Regions from separate parts of the Gossypium hirsutum genome. Here region 1 is linked to region 2. A link is a contact called in public Hi-C data. All regions are on one chromosome and are shown on one strand. Each heading gives the region's core, a stretch centred on a gene start, on an enhancer-like site or on the middle of the called end of the contact. The rest is flanking DNA. Distances are from core to core; before and after follow the strand shown. Region 1 holds the start of LOC107910706. Region 2 has its middle 20 kb from the start of LOC107910710.

Region 1 (3,042 bases), core at 372-2,871, 390 kb before region 2:
AAATTAAGAGGAAAAAATAAATATCTATCTCAGCTGGTTAAAAGACAGAGATTGGGACACTATTCCTGAATATGGTGAGAAATTCCGAGTCCATAAGAAAGCATAATCCATGCAGAATGGCACCTAATATATATAAGTTTATCATTTGCTTGCTCATGCTGCTTTCTCTCACCTCCTATGATTTAAATCCGGTGAGGTGAAGTGAAGATTGGTTGGCATAGATGTTATTATCGAGACATAAAATGCGTGCATGTGCTTAATTCGTAATGTGGCAATCGTCTGTTCAGAAACAGCCTTAAGATTATCAAACACAAGAAAATGGCAAAGCCTTACACATATAGCTTTTATATGTTCACCCCCGATTCAAAAACAAGGCGGTGATCGCATTATGATCAGCATAGGATCTAAATTACAATATACTTAATACGCTATAAAAGAAAATGGAAAAAGTTGAACAAACTATTGACCCAAAGCCTTAGAACTCAGAAGCAAGCACACTTCTTATCCACTCTAGTTTTTCTTTTATTCCTGCACCTCAGCTCAAAAAAACTATGAGGTATCTTTATAATTTCCCATGACATGAGACAATTAAGGAGAAAAACTAGAAAAAGGAAGAACAGAAGTTACTGCTTACCCTTAATTATTGTTCACGCCTTTATTTACGGAAAAGACCCTTCAAGGGAGACGTAGGAGTCGTCGGAGATTGTCAGTGGCTCCATCATCGACTCCTCCACCAGCTTCAGCCTTGCAGCCAAGCTTTGGTCTAAGCGAAAAGCTGGGCAAAGGCAAGCTGCTAGGTGGTGGAGAGAGTGTAAAGATAGAACTTGAAAGCCTCTCCAAATCTCTCGCAGCCGCCTGGGGTCCTCCTGATGCCATGACAAAGGGCTTACTAATTGCACCTTGTGCTTTTTTTCCCTCCGTTGGTCTGGTTTGAAGTTTCTTTGGCTCTCCTACTGATTTGCCACTGAGTTGCTTCGATTTTGATCTCTTTGGAGGGGTCAGAGATTGGTCTTTGTATCTGTTGCTTTTGAGGTTAGATGGAGAAGATGAAAGGGGTGGGGTTCGAGAAGGGAGCGACGTATGAAGAGGTTTATTAGGGAGTGGAAGTGGAAGGAGAGGTGGTTGATGCTGAGCCTGATAGAATGGATAAGAGAAGGAAAGAGACGGTGGAGGAGCCAAAAAGAGGCCTCCTCCCCCCCCATGGATGATGCTTGTGTGAGCTCCACTACTATGTCTCCTTGGAATGTTCTTGAGTTGCTTGTTTGGAGAAACAGATTTCTCAGCTGAAGATGACAAGAAAATCCCATCCATAATACTACTGGGTTTTGCTTTGGCAAACAACGAACAAGCTTTTTCAATATCAAACAAAAAGAGGCGATGATCTTCGAAATAATATGATCAAAAGCCTGAAGCCAAAAACATGCTCAAGATATATATATTTCAGAGGAAATCTTTACAGATTTTCTCAATGAAAAGTAAAAAAGAAAAAGAATATTGGTTAGGAAATGCTATTGATAAACAGAAAATAGATACAAAATCGATTTCGATCCCAGAGGGATCCGAAATGGTTTGGATTTTTAATTTATTCTACTTTTCTTCCAGACTTTCATGTGTTTAAAAGTCTGTGCCTCTTTTTATACAAGTAATAAACTCCACGTCTCCAACGGCTACTTTATTTTTTTATTGTAATTTACTTTTCGTTAAAATTGTCTGTTAGGCCCTATACTTTTGATAAAATTTGAGATTTATTTTGTATACTTAAAAGGTTAGAAATTAAGCCCTTTAACTGTTTTGATCTAAAAATCTCAATCCAATCATTAAAATAGTAAGTATTTTTTTTGTCAAAATTTACCAATTTAGCATGTTGATTAAGTTGCCCTCATGTGACATATCATATGAGTGAAAATAAAATGAAAATAAACATTTTAGCATATGATAATTATTGGATTAAGATTTTTAAATTGAAAAAGTAAGAGAATTGAACTTTTAAATTTTAAAATATAGGGAGTAAATATCAAAATTTATAGAAAAGCAGGGACTAGTAACATACTTTGTCCTTTACTTTTTTCATTTTCTTTATAATAAAAATGTTACCACAGACTCCTAATTTACCGACAGTTCAAGACTTGGGAAACACTGTTGGGCGGCAGCCGTCAATTCGATTTACACCGTTGGATCGAATAATTAGAAATAACCGGTGAGGAGATACCAGCCGTTGATCATTCCCTCCATCTAAGATGTTGGTCTGGTTTGAAAGGGACTTGAAAGAATCCTAGCAATACACGTATCCCACTTGGCGGGACCCAAGACTATTTTATGACCACCTCATGCAAGAACAACACATAAATAGAAAATAGGAGTAAAATATTAAATATTTTATGTGATAATACAGTGCAAGACCTGAAGGGATTGGTATACGTGGCAGCAGGCCAGCCAGTCTTGATGAGAATTTCCGGTCCATTATTGGTCGGTGCCATGCACGTGACCTTCATTCACGTCTATTAATTTTGATGTAAACGATGTATAACGACGTCTATGTCAATTTAAAATATAGTTCATGCCTAATTTATATACGCGAGTTTTTAAGTTTCATAATGAGAGTTTTGGTCCAGTTAGTCCTAATTGGTTTTAGTTTGAACTATATCAGTTTTTAATTTGTTTAGATTATAATAATTTAATTGTATAGTTCGTCTATAATAATTTAATACTTGTAATTACTTATACTTATATTTATAATTATATTGTATTTGTTATAATTCATAAATATAAAAAAAAACTGAAAAGATATGTATTTGTATTTTGTGCAATCATCATATTCATGGTATTATATATATTTAAAAATTTTAAATATTTATAACTCCTCTATATAAAAATTTTCACTATTTAATATTTAAACATTTGGCGAAGTTAGTGTTACTGTCATCAACTCGGTAATGAAATTATAGAAATATCTTTATTTTAAACTATAATATTATTGTGATGCCATTTTGTCTTTTCATACTTTTATAAGTAAAATGACATGGACACCCTTATATCAAGGGT
Region 2 (2,826 bases), core at 26-2,525:
GCAGAATACCCACAAGCTTTAGGAAATGTTTCTGATGTGTAAGATCAGACTAAGCTGCAAACACAGAGCATACTACAAAACCTTGGCTCGGATACCAATTGTTGCGGAAGCGACGATAATATTAATAACAATATTATCAGAAATATTTAGATAATTATTATGCCAACAATTATACTAAGAAAATTCCCAGTTAAATTGGAGGGGTCACAAATGGTCCCGCTTAAAACCCAACAACTAGACAGAACTCACTTAGATATTTATAGCAATAATAACTAAATAAATATAACCAACATAAAGCTATTAAATATAAGCAAACAAATAAGAAATAAAATACCAGAGATTTAACGAGGTTCGGCCAATTTAGCTTACGTCCTCGGACACTACCAAATCAATATTTCTTCTAGAAATATTACAAAGGAGAAGATTTTGGGATGATACAACCAAAGGGGGAGGGGTTCTATATATAACAAACCAAACCCCCTCCATTTCTATCTTTTCCTAATGTGGGATATTGCCAATATTCAACAGCAACAATAGTGGATTGAACCTGGATATGTTCTTCTTGGGTCGACGCATGATGGATTTGCCCAGCTCTTTCAGACACTGGATTCGCATCTTGAAAGGTTTGCTTCCCCAAAGGCAAATTATTTAAACCGCTCCCAGTATCCGTCAGCTGAATTGGGCCCTTCAATGCTTTATCAGCCCAACTGGCCTTACTGAATTGGGACCATTGAGCGCTGTTTCCTTATTATTAATCTGGGCCTGAGCAGGATTGAAATCTTGGAGCGTGGGTTCTGTCATCACGCTATTGATTTTTTGTTGAAAATAATTTCCTCCATTCGAATTAGAAGTGGGCACACTTATTGGCCCAGCATTTAAGCCAATGGACAACCCATTTCCAGCTTTCAAGGACCCACGTTGATCTTTTCCAACCCTGGCCTGGCTCGCAGCTCTTGAAAAAATATGCTCATTTTTCAGCCCATAATTATGGGAATTATCCCTGCTAACCCCATCTTTAATCTTTAAAAATTCCCTCTTTTAAAGATGACCCCCGAAAAATCTGCACCGATCTCCCCATTTTCAATGCTCTTTGATTGTACTAAAGATAGGGCATTAAATCGAGATCCTTCTCCATTTTTGCCCTGAAATTTCGCAGCCAAAGAAGCATTGGAGCCTTGATTTCGCCGTGATTTTCTCTCGACAAGCATCCATGGTCTGAAGGATTCCGACGCCTCCACTGATTTTTCCTTCTCTGGAGCGACCGCCGTTGAACCCTCTTTACTCTCGCCGCGACCCTTCTCCGGCCCATTGGAAGGACAGAGGTCACGCACATGTCCATACCTGTCACGCGAGAAATATACAGCGGGAAATTTTCATATTCAATTCTCTATTGCTTACCGTTCATCGGGATTTGAGAAATTAAGGGTTTGTCCAAGTTGACAAAAATTGAGGGGATTAAATTCTGGTGTCCATGGTTGAACCGTGAGGTATTGGCAGAAAATCACCCATGGACCCTAAGTTAGAACCTTTTCGTAGTCCTCCCTGCCTTGAAATTTAACCAAGAAGTATCTGTTTTCAACACCCATAAGCTGAAACGAGAGTGATGGTTTCCATAGATTGAGTATTCTGTTATGAAGGGTGCTATATGCCAGGTTCCTTCCTAGTAATTTCACAACTGCTATAGTTGCCATACCCTTCACCAATAGTTGCTTTATCCTTTCGGAAATTTTTATCGTTGGTATACCATTCGCCGTAGTCTTCATGATATCTCACTCCTGGAAATTCAATTCTACTTCGTCTGTAGAAGCAGGCAAAGTTTTCCCCAACATCTTGTCCTTCCAGGATGGTACTGGTGTAGGGATTAGATCCACTACCATCTCACAGCTTGTATCCTTAAATCGCACCTTTTTGGTGTTTCGATCTTCATTCGAGATAAGATCACCATCGTCACCGACCAAGTTTTTCGACATAGTTTGCAAGAAGATAAAACAAAACAATATTAGGTATATCTAATACTTAAGATTTTATTTTAGCATAGTAAATAATGATTTTAAGATAATTTATATTCATTTATGTGAGAATGTCTATTTTTCCACCATTGAAGAAATTATATATCTTGTATAATTTTCAACTACAACTATTTATTCTAAAAGCAAGTAAAAATAATATTTTTAAATATTTTTATATCTCTGCAACTAGTAATATATAAAATATTATTAGAAATATAATATATTAATTTTTACAAATTGTATTTGGCTATTGGATTTAATTTCTTTTTATTTTAGACTTGAAGTTTGGGCTATAATTTGTTTATTGACTTTGAATAATAATTGATACATTATTTAGATTTTGAAATATGAGTATTAGGTTTATAAATTTTTTTTAAAAAAAAGATAAAAATTATTTAATTATCAATATAATATAATAAATAATAGAATATATTTTTGTTAATTAATATATATCACTTAATAATTTTTACATAAAATTAACAATTTAATTATTTTATATAAGAAAACTCTATTAAATAGATATAATTTATGAATCAAACAGTTAGTGAAGATAATAATATATCTTTGTTTAATTTGTAATTGATTTCTAAGAAGATGGTAAAGATTGTTGAAATACATCCACTATGAGATATTATTTGTTTTAAAATAAAGATTGCCCTCACTTTTAGTTTGTAAAGATTTATATTTTTAATTTTTTTATCGAAATCAGGATATCCTTCGTCAACAACAGTGACTAGTTCTCTCATCATAAATATTGTTAAAAAATAAATAATTGATAATGAAATAACATGATTAAATTCTCAATCACATTATTAGA

Evidence for each region. Hi-C and Micro-C count contacts between places; a contact is called where the count stands out from the background.
Region 1: a contact with region 2 is called in a Hi-C map of hypocotyl, with 4 times the contacts expected there. The contact joins the promoter of LOC107910706 here to the enhancer-like site in region 2. A contact is called at or near these places in 6 of 34 Hi-C or Micro-C datasets (callus, hypocotyl and leaf).

The regions. Positions count from the first base shown.
Region 1 is chrD02:23,203,699-23,206,740 of Gossypium_hirsutum_v2.1, reverse strand. LOC107910706 reads right to left here and starts at 1,621. Exons shown (of 2, transcript XM_016838666.2): 1 at 635-1,621; 2 at 283-528. The coding sequence starts at 1,311. The coding sequence ends at 676.
Region 2 is chrD02:22,818,135-22,820,960 of Gossypium_hirsutum_v2.1, reverse strand. No RefSeq gene overlaps it. Among protein-coding and RNA genes, the nearest start is that of LOC107910710, 20 kb to the right of the region's middle. Within about 2 kb of position 1,275, at least 9 of the 9 cell types and tissues checked have an H3K27ac peak or open chromatin away from gene starts, as enhancers often do. A contact at or near this core is called in hypocotyl and leaf, where this site is marked.